3 separate regions of the Mus musculus genome follow, and regions 1 and 2 are each linked to region 3. Evidence: chromatin contacts called from public HiChIP or PLAC-seq data. All regions are on one chromosome and are shown on one strand. The core of a region is the stretch at or near the end of the contact, and the rest is flanking DNA. Distances in the headings are between cores, read along the strand shown.

The links. HiChIP or PLAC-seq counts read pairs in DNA pulled down with a chosen protein or histone mark.
Region 1: an H3K4me3 HiChIP or PLAC-seq map of the 230-238 cell line shows a contact between it and region 3, with 20 read pairs. The contact joins the enhancer-like site here to the promoter of 2810442N19Rik in region 3. A contact is called at or near these places in 13 of 39 promoter capture datasets (the C10 cell line, the HPC-7 cell line, HPC-7-derived erythroid cells and 10 more), 2 of 15 datasets of contacts at CTCF or cohesin (CD8 T cells and large pre-B cells), 26 of 484 Hi-C or Micro-C datasets (the AML12 cell line, the G1E-ER4 cell line, MC3T3-E1-derived osteoblasts and 16 more), 20 of 115 datasets of contacts at active chromatin or transcription factors (the 230-238 cell line, the HPC-7 cell line, T-cell acute lymphoblastic leukemia and 17 more) and 3 of 9 other capture datasets (adipose tissue, liver and pancreatic islet).
Region 2: an H3K4me3 HiChIP or PLAC-seq map of embryonic stem cells shows a contact between it and region 3, with 3 times the contacts expected there. The contact joins the promoter of Dnm3 here to the promoter of 2810442N19Rik in region 3. A contact is called at or near these places in 15 of 39 promoter capture datasets (3T3-L1-derived adipocytes, the C10 cell line, the HPC-7 cell line and 7 more), 1 of 484 Hi-C or Micro-C datasets (muscle stem cells), 4 of 115 datasets of contacts at active chromatin or transcription factors (embryonic forebrain, embryonic hindbrain, embryonic stem cells and 1 more) and 1 of 9 other capture datasets (pancreatic islet).

Annotation. Positions count from the first base shown.
Region 1 is chr1:162,292,887-162,296,903 of GRCm38.p6, reverse strand. It overlaps Dnm3 (dynamin 3), which reads left to right. Exons shown (of 21, transcript NM_001038619.2): 11 at 1,266-1,352. Among named protein-coding and RNA genes, the nearest start is that of Mir214, 72 kb to the right of the region's middle. Within about 2 kb of position 2,478, at least 92 of the 459 cell types and tissues checked have an H3K27ac peak or open chromatin away from gene starts, as enhancers often do. A contact at or near this core is called in the 230-238 cell line, CD8 T cells, the HPC-7 cell line and 9 more, where this site is marked.
Region 2 is chr1:162,475,679-162,479,956 of GRCm38.p6, reverse strand. It overlaps Dnm3 (dynamin 3), which reads left to right and starts at 1,923. Exons shown (of 21, transcript NM_001038619.2): 1 at 1,923-2,294. The coding sequence starts at 2,134. Gm31985 (a long non-coding RNA gene) reads right to left here and starts at 3,291. Exons shown (of 3, transcript XR_373653.3): 1 at 3,082-3,291.
Region 3 is chr1:162,002,043-162,006,221 of GRCm38.p6, reverse strand. It overlaps 2810442N19Rik (RIKEN cDNA 2810442N19 gene), which reads right to left and starts at 1,253. Exons shown (of 3, transcript NR_040562.1): 1 at 888-1,253; 2 at 400-786. The region is part of intron 20 of Dnm3 (dynamin 3); the gene reads left to right.

The DNA.
Region 1 (4,017 bases), core at 1,229-3,728, 290 kb before region 3:
AATCGTGTAATAAAAGTCTTTGTGATTTTTATCTTAGGATCCTGGGAAGTTGTTATGTTGAAATGTGTGTGTGTGTGTGTGTGTGTGTGTGTGTGTGAGAGAGAGAGAGAGACAGAGAGACAGAGAGACAGAGACAGAGAGACAAAGAGACAGAGAGGCAGAGAGACAGAGACAGGAGACATTGTGTATGCTTTGAGGTTCTTGATAAACATTTCCAACATTTTCCTCAGGGAGTCTTCCTTCACTGACTCTCAGCTAAACCACACAGGGCTCAGTCTAACTTCACCTGTTGTCTTACAAAAATAACAGCAACTTGACAGCATAGTATCTTCTCTTTTCCTCAGCAGCATCACTAAAGCAGTTTAATGTTTACCTCCCCCCAAGGACTACTACATGTTTGCTACTTGAATCTTGTTCTTGCCTCCTTGTATTGTGCTATTTTGTTACTGTTAAGGTGTACGTGTTTTCTTAGCGTTGAAATTCACCATTTACTTGGAATAGCCATTGGCCTGTCTTTCTTTTTCTATTTCCTCATATTGCTGCCTCTGTCAAAGCCGCTGTTTCTTTTCTGATTTTTTTTTTTTTCAGTAGCCAAAAAGTCCTGACATACCTCCATGCATTTGCCTGGTGTCTTGGGGTTTCTTTTGCTGCGATAAAACACCATGACCAAAAGCAACTTGTTGAGGAAAGAGTTTGGTTCAGTTTACACTTTTACATCACAGGGCATAACTGAAGGAAGTCAGGGCAGGAACTCAATCAAGGTAGGATCCTGGAGACAGGTATTGGGACAAAACCATGGCGGCGTACTGCTTACTGGCTTGCTCCCCATGGCTGGATTAGCTTGCTTTCTTATATACCCCCAAACTACCTGCCCATGAGAGGCCCTGCCCACAATGGGCTAGGCCCACTCACATCAATCATTAATTTTAAAAAAATGCACTACTGACTTGCCTACAGGCAAATCTTTCAGAGGTATTTTCTTTATTAGGAGCTCTTTTTCCCAAATAACTTCAGCATTTGTCCAGTTGACAATAATCTATCCAGGACACTGGGTTTCTGCTTTGTTTCTAGAGAACAGCTGTGCTTGGTTTGAGGCGTCTCCTCATAGTTGACAGGACTGCTGGGGTTTTTCCTCCTTCAGAAGTTCATGTCTCTCTTTTGCTCTCAGACAGAACAGCCTCTGTAATAATAGCACACATTTCTCTTTCTGTTTTTGTGGTACAATACTTGTGTGGTACTCATGCCCGGACATGTTTTCTTGACAGCTGGCAAACTTCCCCAGACTCTGTGAAGAAACAGAAAGGATTGTTGCTAACCACATCCGTGAGAGAGAAGGGAAGACAAAGGACCAGGTGAGTGAGAACTTGCCTGATGGCCGGGTCCTTTGTGGGGAGTGGAAGGATTTTACCAAGGTGTTGGCCTTAGTCCTCAATGAGAGAACAGTGAAACGTATAATAACCTCATATTTACCTTTTATAAAGTATATATGTTACTACTATACTAATACCTCATGCATGCTAAAATATAAACAAATATAGAAGTCTAAAAGTTTTACATCAATAATAGAATGTCAGAGCCAAGTACAGGGCCTGACACACAATCTCGGTTCTCGAGAGGCAAAGGCAGAGGGCTTGCCGCAAGTGTGAGGCCAGCGTGAGCTTCGGTGTAAGACTCTGTCTCAGTGAACAAATCAACAACTAAGATCAGCCTGCCTCTTATTTCCCCCTCCACCTTCTATGACCATCATGTGCACCTTTCTAGCATCTATGCACAGCTCTTGGTTAACTGGGAATCCAGAAACAGAATGCATTTTTTTCTTTCATGTGGATATTTCACATCTTACTGGGTGCTCCAATATATTAAATTTTTTTCTAAACGTTTTACTTGTAGTTTTCTATGAACTTTCCTGTGAAATGTACAGTGAAGAAAAATATTGAGGAATGAATCTTTTAAACGTTCAGAGCCATCTTGTGGCCTTGAAAGCATCTTTGAACCCTAGTTCTCTGACTTGGAAAGATTATTTTTAAGGGAGGATACTTACTTGAGAAAAGAATAACAAATTCTTATGTCAAAATGGCTTTATTCTTAGTTACTTATCAACACGATAGTGGGAAATACTGACTTTCAAATGCTCTTCCGCGACACAGCTGCAAGCATCGTGTGGAGGGAACACTGGACTTAGGCCATGTGTTCTCTCCCAAATAACAGCATGTTCTTGTGAAAACCACCTCTTAGAACTGTTGTTTGTGTCCCCCCCCCCCCTGGGCAGAACTGGGATGCCATTCTATATGGTCTCTGAGTGCCTCAGTAAGTCAGTGTTCCAAGAATTTTGTGATGGTCAGATGGGTAGAGGAAGAAGAAAAAAAAAAGCAGAGGAAAAAAATATATCGAGAGAGTAGAAACCACAGGAGAGAGACACACACGCTCCCATAGAGTCAGTGCAGATGTGTGGGTGGTGATGGAAGTGAGGGGACAGTGTCAGAAGCATGGCAGGCTGTGACATTTGCAAGGGACCCTGGTGGAAACCATTTTCCTGCTTAAGCTCAGGGATCATTGTGACTACTTTTTATCAGTGTGCTTTGAATATTAACTGCCCGCTATTTATAATTTCCACTTGTTTTCCAGCTTTTACAATCTTGGATAGCAGCCCAAAGCAGAGAATAGAGTTATTGTAACTTAGCCAGCATTAACTCATGAGCCAGTGAAACGAAGCCAGGGACCAGACATATAGTCCCAAGCTAAAGGTTCCCTCTTCCCATGTAATGGGCCAATAAAACCTAGTTCTATAAAATCTAATGCACATGCCTGAAATTGCAGCACTTAGGGAGTAGAGGCAGGAGAATTAGAAATTCAAGTTCATTCTCTGTTATGCAGCCAGTTCAAGGCCAGGCTGGGCTACATGAGAGCCTGTTCCAGTTTCATTTCCTTTGCTCTGATAAAATCAGCCAGTTGAAAAGCCCCTTGGGGGAGAAAGGACTTCTTTTGGCTTGCAGTTCCAGGTCACAGTCTATCAGTGCAGAATTCCCAAGGTGCCAGGGACTGGAAGCAGCTCCTTACATTATGCCCACAGCCAAGGACAGGGAGAAATGTCTATGTGGTTTGATCCCACTAATGTCCTTTTTTGATCCCACTAATCTGATCAGAGCCCCAACTATTAAATATCCACACTCAGAGTAAGTCTTTTCACCTCAAATAACCAAGAAATAAAAATATCCCTCATAGGCATGGCCACAGGCCAACCTGATATATATAGTCCCTCACTGAGACTCTCTTTCCAGGTGACATGAGGTTGTGTCAAGTTGACAGTGAAAAAAAAAAAAAAAACACTTCCCGTTGCAGACCTGATCTCAAAGGAGTCAACTCTACACATGATCATAAATAAATAAGATACTACTTTAGCTTGTGTTTTCCAGCTGTAACATTCAAATGGTAGTATATAAACCTAATTCATAGGGATACTAAGTAAAAACAATATTGAGAAAAAAAGTAATATATCGTTTGAACCATTTTTGCGACCTTACATAGGTCAGGTGTTGACATTTTCATGTGAACTTTTATTCTTCATTTATTCTTCATTTCTTTTTCTGTTTTGCTAAAACAACATGTTCAGTTTAGCATTTGTTCTGGAACAACCAGGTCCCAGTGTCCGAGAACCAACCCCAAAGTTCATGAAATGGAAGAGTGTGAACAGACAGATCGGTAACTACACAGACTTGAGTTTATACTAGACTTTCTGGCTGAAGCGTGGTCCTGGCTTGTAGTACCATAGGTGGAGCCAAGGCTTTCCATCAGAAGACATAAGTTTCTAAAGTGACCAGGACAAAAGGCGCTGCTTCTTGCTGGGAAATGCTTATGTTGTGCCACGCTAACATCAAAGAGTCATGCCCAGTATTGACATTGAGTCTGGTCCTAACACTCCTAGCAGCCTGGTAGTGCTGTGTATTTCTAACAAGCTGAGAAGCTACATGAGAGTGTGTGGAGTGTGGTCTAGGGCAAGTGTAATGATTATGATTCAAG
Region 2 (4,278 bases), core at 674-3,173, 470 kb before region 3:
AACAGGACGGATTAGAGGTTTCAAATAGCTGATATATTTTCTTTCTAATGCACAATAGCATATAGTCTTTTGCATTAGAGCTCAAAACACTTTGGACGTGGGCTAGTGTCCTCAGCTTATACAGCGTGTAGTGTAGTGGTGTACAGGAGGAACCCAGCAAGGACCATGTCTTCTTAGATGCTATCCATGACCCTCTGCAGAGGCAGTCATTGCTCCCTGGTTTCCATCACAGGTTCCTTTAAATACACCCTACATCTGCAGTAAGCTTGAATCGTATAACAAAATGCCATTGTCTGCATAACTTTAAAAGACACTTTTATCCAGTGTTCTCAGGGCTGGGAAGTTTAAGGTCAAGATGTCTGCTGATCTGTCCTGGTGAGGGCCATCTTTCTGCTTGGAAGATGGCTGCCATCTTGTTGTGTCTTTGTATGGCAGATGGGGCTGGGTCTCTGGTGTCTTTTATTACAGGAACACTAGCTCTTTCAAACTAGAGTTCCACCATTATGACTTTATTTAACCATAATCATTTCTTTATATCAAATACATTGACCTTGGAAGGATCTAGAATCACCATGGAAACAAACCTCTGGGCGTGTCTTTAGCTAGGTTAGTTAAGGTGGGACTACTCCACGTGTTGGGATTTCTGAGATTTCTGACTGCCTAGGAAGGACAAAGGTAGCTGATGATCAGCATCCGTTTAACTCTGCCTTCTGACTATAGATGCAATATGACCAGCCTCCACCCTCTTCTGCCACAGACGTCCCTGCCACCAGCTCCTCAGGGTCAGTGCGTAGAGGTTGCTGCAATAGTGGTCCAAAGTTTCCATCCCAAACCGGCAGCAAAGCATGGCTCTGTACTCCATGTGGTACTGGTTTTGCAGGCATGAAAAGTGAAAGACTGACTCAGCTATCATATAGCATATCCAGAGAGCCACCGAGCCTAGGAAACGTGGGGCAGGCTCAGACTTGGTTCACTGTTGTCCTAGAAGGGCAATAGTGCAATGGTGATGCCTAAGTGACAGTGAAGACCCCAGGGTGCTAGAGATGCAACACATTTTCCTATGTAGTCTCTAGTCTTTAGGTTACTTAAAGCCATTGGGCAATCATCAGATGGAAGATGTGCAGGACAAGTAAATATTGCGCACTAAATCCTGAGAGGTATCAGTATTCAAAATGCACAGGAAACAGGACCACGATAAGGAGGTGAAGAACCATGGCCATTTATCTTCGTGTCTCCATCTCCGGGCACAGACTCTTCTCAGTGTGCTAAATTTAACGGATCGAGTGCAGACTGCGTGGTTACAATGGACTCAACAGCCAATCTCTTTGTCCTGACCAGGAGCTAAAAGGACAGTTAGCTCAGGCAAGGAATTCTAAAAGCCAGAATGAGTATGGTAGGAGTAGGGAACAGAAAGGTTCAAGGAACTACACTTTAGCTTACAGAAGGTAGAGTAGGACAGGCTGGTAATGATGAGTACTTCAATAAGGTCAGGTAACCCAGTTTTCTAATGGGGATTGACTCTAAAAGGCCAGTTTATCTCTGCATCCCACAGCAATCTGGGGTTTTGGAGTAGGGGGTGAAATGTGAGATTTCCTTTTGGGAAATGTATTCTGGTGCGTACAGTGGTGGTGGTGCATGGTGAAGCTGATGTCAACGTGCTGTTAGCTGATGGTAGATGGTAGTGCTTTCCTCTAGGCTTCGTCTGTGTGGTTTAGCTCCTTCAAAAGGAACAACAATTCCTGTTGGGTGTGATTTTAGGCTTTTCCTTGACCAAGTGCAGTACTCTGCCCTTTAGCCTGGGCAGTGGCATCTGACTGAAGCTGGGAGGCAGTCCAACCGTAGGCCAGTAGGATTGGAAACTCTAGGGAGAAGCAGGGCGAGAGGCGTGGTGTGGGCGTGACCGTCTCAGGACCAGGCCACGCCTCCTTCGCCTCTCTGGGCTGCGCAAGCGCGTCGTGGGCTGTGAGCTGTCAGGATCCTAGCAGTGGGAGGCAGGGATCGGACATCGGTGCAGGGACTCCGCCGTGTGAGCCCCGCACAGCGACAACCGGGACAAGTGCTTCGAGGCCTGGGCTGCCTGCCAGGTCACACAGTCGAACAGGGACCTGTGGGGCAGTTGGCCGCACAGGCAAGATGGGGAACCGGGAGATGGAAGAGCTGATCCCTCTGGTGAACCGTCTGCAGGACGCTTTCTCGGCTCTGGGACAGAGCTGTCTGCTAGAGCTGCCACAGATCGCCGTGGTGGGCGGCCAGAGCGCCGGCAAGAGCTCAGTGCTCGAGAATTTCGTGGGCAGGTGAGCGCACCGGGAGCGCGGTGGGGGCGCGTCCGTGGGGGTGGGGGGAGCCCCGTGCTTCAGGCCGTTGGAACATGGAACGGTGTGGGGAGCCCCGAGGGTGGACTAGAGGCTGCAGCGGATTGGAGGCAGAGCACTAGTGTTTCTAGAGCGGGCGGGGTCCTCCTTGCTCTGAGCATCCTTCGCCCCAGCATTCTCTACCCGGTGGTGACCCCCTGTCTGCCTTTCATCCTGCCATACAAAGCCATTTCCTCCCCACCCTCGGTGGGGGAGTCGGGGTACGCCCTGGGATCCACTTCCCTCGCTGGCTTGGTGCGCGCCAGCCCCTGGCAGCCTGGAAGCGCAGCCTGGTGCTTTCCAGTCGCCAGTTCTCTTTCTCAACACCCCTCTCCTTTCCCTGTCACTCTCCTGGAAGCTCTCAGCCGGGATGTACCCCTCCTTCTTCGTCCACACCCCCCTCTCCCCCACCCCACCCCCCCGCCGCCCCGGCCCCCCATCCCCTGTCCCTGACTCTCATCTCAGCTGTTTACTGTTTGAAACAGTCATCGCCTGCCCGAGCAGGGGAGGCGGGGTGTGTGAACCCCGAAATCCCTGTGGTGAAGGCTTACACTGTTTGAAACAGTCATCGCCTGCCCGAGCAGGGGAGGCGGGGTGTGTGAACCCCGAAATCCCTGTGGTGAAGGCTTACACTGTTTGAAACAGTCATCGCCTGCCCCGAGCAGGGGAGGCGGGGTGTGTGAACCCCGAAATCCCTGTGGTGAAGGCTTACGGGGAGATGCTTGCCTACCATTCGCCTTGGGAGCTGAAGAATAAACGGTGGTGTGTTTATGAGTGTGCACCCATTCACTGCTCAGGCATGACTGAAAACCCGAGACCTCCAGGGATGACCGTGGACTTGCGATGTTCAGGTGCCTTGTCATTCCTGCACCATCTCAGAACTGACCAGCATCTCTCTTGCACTCTTTCTATGCCATGCGCCGCCTCCCCCCTCCCGCCCCCCACCAATCCTCTTGCATTCCTTAAGCTCTTGTTTATCCAGCGGGTCTTCAAGATAACATCCAGAATTCAAATTGTAGTTATAGCTTCATGTCTCACAATTTTAAACAACAACAAAGAGTTGTTATTGTTTTGAGTCAGAAATCAACGTTTTTTCCAGCAAACAATTCAGGAAGGATTGAGTTACCTTAATGGCCTTGTGTGAGGAGTGCATCCTGAAGGCTGGAATCTGTTTCCCAGTAGTAAACCAGGTAGAAGGTGCAGCAATGAAAACGGTGGGCTGGATGGGGCAATCTGAGATTACACTTTGTTCTTTTATTTGGCTGGTGAGCGGCTTGTGATGCAGAGGGTTCCTGCTGTGGTTCTCCATCTCCTTCTTCCTTTTTGTTATTGCTTGGCAATGTGTAAACTGTACTGCTGACTACTCCCACATTTTTGGGTGTGAGTGTTGCGAAGTGCGTTTCCCTTTTTCTCGAATGATGCTCCATCTCTCAGGAGATACTCTTCGTTTTTCTTGCTTCAATGTGAACTAGAAAGATAAGACCGTGTAATTGCTCGCAGTTGACAGCTACCCTTTCGTAGTTAGTTCCCTGGATCATTTCTCCTTGGTTTTATAATTAATTTTTGCTCAATAAAAAAAAAAAAAAAGCAATAGCAAAGCATTTTGCCTACGTCATCTCAGACCTCTGGTCCAAGGCAAGAAGTTATTTAATGATACTCATTTTTAAGGATTAAAATCATATTTCAAACGCAACAGCCATGTTCTTATGCATCTTCCTTATAATTTCCTTGGAACGGCTTATATTTAAGCATATTTTGCTCGGTGCCTTTGATTTCAATGCAAAGTGTATGCACATATCTCAGTTCTGCCATCCAGGCTGGCAAATCAGAACAGTCTTCCTAGTGGTATAATGAAGATGTCTACATTTCCCCTCATTAGCTGCATTCTTCTATAATGAGGATAAAACAGAGGCACAGGAGAGTAACA
Region 3 (4,179 bases), core at 4-2,503:
GACATCAGCTGTGAGGCAAGCTCTCTGTTCTCCTAACTAGCCAGCCTTCCTTACAGAAAAAAATAAAAATCATACCCAGACAGTCTGGATTGTCAGGGAACTGTTTTTGTTTTTTGTTTTGTTTTTTTTTTCAACAACTAGATTTAAAAGTAAAAAAGAAAAACAAGCTATATTATAGCTCAAAAATATAATTGCTAAAGACAGAACAACTTTAAGCTGTTCTTACAATTCTTACAATCAAGGTATCTCATGAGGCAACCCTTGATATTAGAAATAAATTGGTGCTGAGACCTCCAAATGTAATTAATAATCTGCTGCAGGTTCAACATTAGTTGTCATAAAACTAAAATTTCAAACCACTGTTCTCTAAAGAAAAGTGTCCACTTTAATTAAATATACCTCCAAAGGTGCAATCTATTTACATGACGGTTCTTATTCCAGTATCCTGCTTCAATTCTTATGACAATGTACTAGTCCACTGAAAGGAAGCAATGGCGAATGTCAAAGGTTTTCTTTCACTCTTCAGGTCCTGTTTCCAATATGGTTTAAGTGAAAGTCAAATTATTTTGGGGATTTCCTCCTTGGGCCTAACTAAGGAAGTAGAGTCGACTTTACACAGGCATTTCCACTCGGCCACAGTTCAGATGCCTGGCGGTCTGTTTAGGCAAGGCCCACATACATTACCGGTGTCTCCTCGGGTCAGAACCTGTGAACTCTTTGGTGGTGTGTAGGCAGACTCACGTTTGCCTTTCTCTTTTCATTGGGTCTGAATCTTTCCCACATATCCTATGTGGCAGGAAAGTAAAAGCAAAAAGGGAAATTAGGAAAGATTCCCGTCATGCAAAACGCAAATAACACGAACGCAGACAGGAGACAGCTCCTCCTACCGTACACTGCAGTTAGCCAAGCAGCGGGTGACAGGCCTCCAGTTAAGCAAACACAACTGCTTCCTCCGTGTCTTGTGTCAAGAACAAGTAGCTCTGACATTGTTCCCTTTGGAGATCTTTAGTCGCTAAGCTCCGTCACTGCAGGACAAGCGCTTTTGCATCTCAGGGTGCCCAGTTCTGCCCTGGGGTTCACCTGATTGATAGAGGACAACAGCCAAGACAGAGGCCCTGGCCAGGGACAATGCGTAATTGATTCCGATTATTTTTCCTGTGGCCAGTCAGCAGTAAACTGTCACCAGCTGTAATCCACCGAGTGTCCCTATATACAAGCTGGTGTCAGCTCGGAGAAAAGCGGGGAAATGCTCTACCATGTGTAAATAGACATCCAGACTTGCAGACACACATAGGCTAGCTAGGGCTCAAGTTTCTTTCATTGCCCTTGCTGGGAGGAAAAAGCGATTTTCAAGAAGGCTTCATGCTCAGGCATTCCTGGTCAGAGGGGATATTTTTCCAAGGCCTCGGAGACTCACGGTGTATGAATTGCACCTCTTTCACAGCTAACTTTTATCTCAGCAGTAAACTCTTAAGAAGAGGCTGCTGGAGGCTTCTTTATTTCCCTCTTTTCCTTTCCCCCAACTCACCGGCTACTATGAGAGATTAAAAAGTGAGACTTAGAAAAAAACCTTACACGGCAGACAGGAAGTTTAAACTAAAACTTGTCAGTGGAGCGTCTTGCTCTGTGAATGTGCCTGGGACGCCTAACTGCAGCAGCGGAAGAAAGGAGGGAAGGAGTCAGCTGAGCGCGTGTTGGCTCTGCTGGCTCCTCATGCATTTATCGATGCTTAAACATAGAATTGTTAAGTGCCCGGCGCTGACATTCCTTAGCCTACCCATGCCAAACATACTGGATGCATTGTCTGGGGAAACCTCTGGATCTAAACACGTATTTACACCCTTTAGTTGCCAAATGGTTTCCATCTGGCTCACCAATGCTGTTGCCAGAAGGATATTCCACTTCTGGTCAGGCTAGAGTTGTCAGGGCCAGAGTGGGGGTTTCTGGGAAGGCTCTGAGCCTGAGAGACACTACATGTTTAATGACGCCACATTACTTGAGCATTTACATGTTTAGATCACATGGCAGCACTAGCCCAAAATAGAACTCCAACGCAGGGCAATGTCGAAAGCCATGAGGTATTCAGGGACTCTCTCCACACCACAGCTCCCTCATTCCTTGCATCTGGCTGCTCCTCAGGCTTCAGAGCCACATGATAGGCAAAACCACAAATACCAAATGCTCTAATTTATTTTTAAGCATTCCCACCAAGCACTGAGAAATATCCACTCTTTGTTTTTCAGTCAGAATAATCGGTTCCCATGAATCACATGAACCCATTCCATTCACAGGCCCTGGGGGCGGGGAGCAGGGGTCGGAGCATAATCAAAAGGGAAATTAGCCAACTTCTCCACGTCTCAGCATCAGGGGTAGCGTTGAGCCTCTTGATCCAATTGCCCACACAGGGAGTGATCTAAGCACCAGAAAATGAAACAAGGTATAATGGCTCTCCTCCCTGCTCTTACGGAAACCCCACGAATGCACAGGTCAACATGAGAGTCGCCAATAAGCAGCATCCTTTCTTTGGTGGAAAGGATGACATAGAAGCTGAGAGAGAAGAAAATGAAGACTGAACCAACCTAGATACTCTACCACAAACATATCCAAAGCTTCAAGGAAAGGTCTGGAAACGGAGACAAGCTAAAATAAAGGTGGACATGATCTCTTATAGCCCCCCATAAGCCTGCAAGGCTGAGGCTGAGGCTGAGGCAGGAGGATCATGAATTTAAGGCCAGCCTTGGCTACAAAGCCAGTTCAGGCCATCATGAGGCACACAGTAAGATCCTGATCCATCTCCCACTTCAAAAAAGGCACACAGCGTGAGAAGGGCCTTAGTTGGCTTTCAGTATAATCAGGAAAATGGCCTTAGTCTACAACCGAATATCCCTTTTGCCTCCACCATATAAACATTCGAATTTGGCTTTAGATATTCTGAAGCAGCAGTATCTAGATGTCCCCTTCATCTGCACACTTCAGTATGACATTGATTTACAGGCACTTAGCCTGATTATCTGGCTATTTTGTTTTGTTCTTACTTTTTGAGTCAAAGTCTCACATAGTCTACTGTGTCCCTGAATTTACTTTATTGCCACCTCCAGCCTTGAATGTCTAATCTTCCTGCCCCTACTTCTCAAGTGTTCAGATTATAGGTGTATGCTATATTGTCCAGTGGGGAAAAATATATAAGGCATTTTATAATCCTTGAGGTAGCTTGCTTGACAATGAATACTAACGTAAGACGAATTCTGGACCGTGTGTATGCTTTTAAGTTCATAGTGTGATCTCAAAGATAATTTTAGGACTGAATGAAATTTTCCTTCAGGTAAACCTTTAAGTATCATGCCCCAGGTCTAACATAAGACCTGCCTACTCCCTGCCACTATGGTTGCAGTCACAAAGAAAGGCCGTAAAAAGATCTAAGCCCAACATCCACTGCTTTTTAAAAACATTCCCTATAGTGTTAGAAAGTGTTTTAATAACTAAAATAATAAACCCTCACGTCAGACAAGTTCTACAATATCTTAATTATTGGCTTTGGGGTGAAAAATGAAGGAGACATTAGTGGATGTGTTAACTAGACAAACCATGGCAGGACTTTCCCTCCACATATCTAGGCCTGACACCAAAATAAAACGAAGCTCTGCAAACCCATAGCAGGAAAGGCGACTTAAAGCTTTAAAAGTACCAATAAATAGATAATACTCAAGAGAAACCCCTGTAACTTCACCAGGAGCCTGCAGTTAACCTGGCCAGGTGATCTTCGGTTCAGATCAGGAGTCCGCAGTGAGTAGATATTGAAATAATAGTCTGTGAGTACAGTGGTTAGTGTTCTGCCCTGCAATATAAAGTGCCTTAATATTTCCAATACTCTAAATGACTCTTCCCACATCTTAATATTTCATACTGGAAAGCCAGTATAAGAATTTTTAACCTTTAGAACATGATTGTCTTTGAAGTAGCATGCTGGTGGTGCCTCTTGAGTTTTCTTAAAATCACAATCTTATGGCTTTGGCTGTTTTCCCTCAAGAGCCCTTCTCTGTGAGTCTGTCTGGCACACACTGTTAATTCACAGTCTTCGAGGTGAGGTGAGGGGGACAGTACATGGAGGCACTCCTGCTGGTGCCACTTACCAATCCTACTGAACCTTTCCCCAGTCCCTGTCCCTCCAGACCTGAGAAT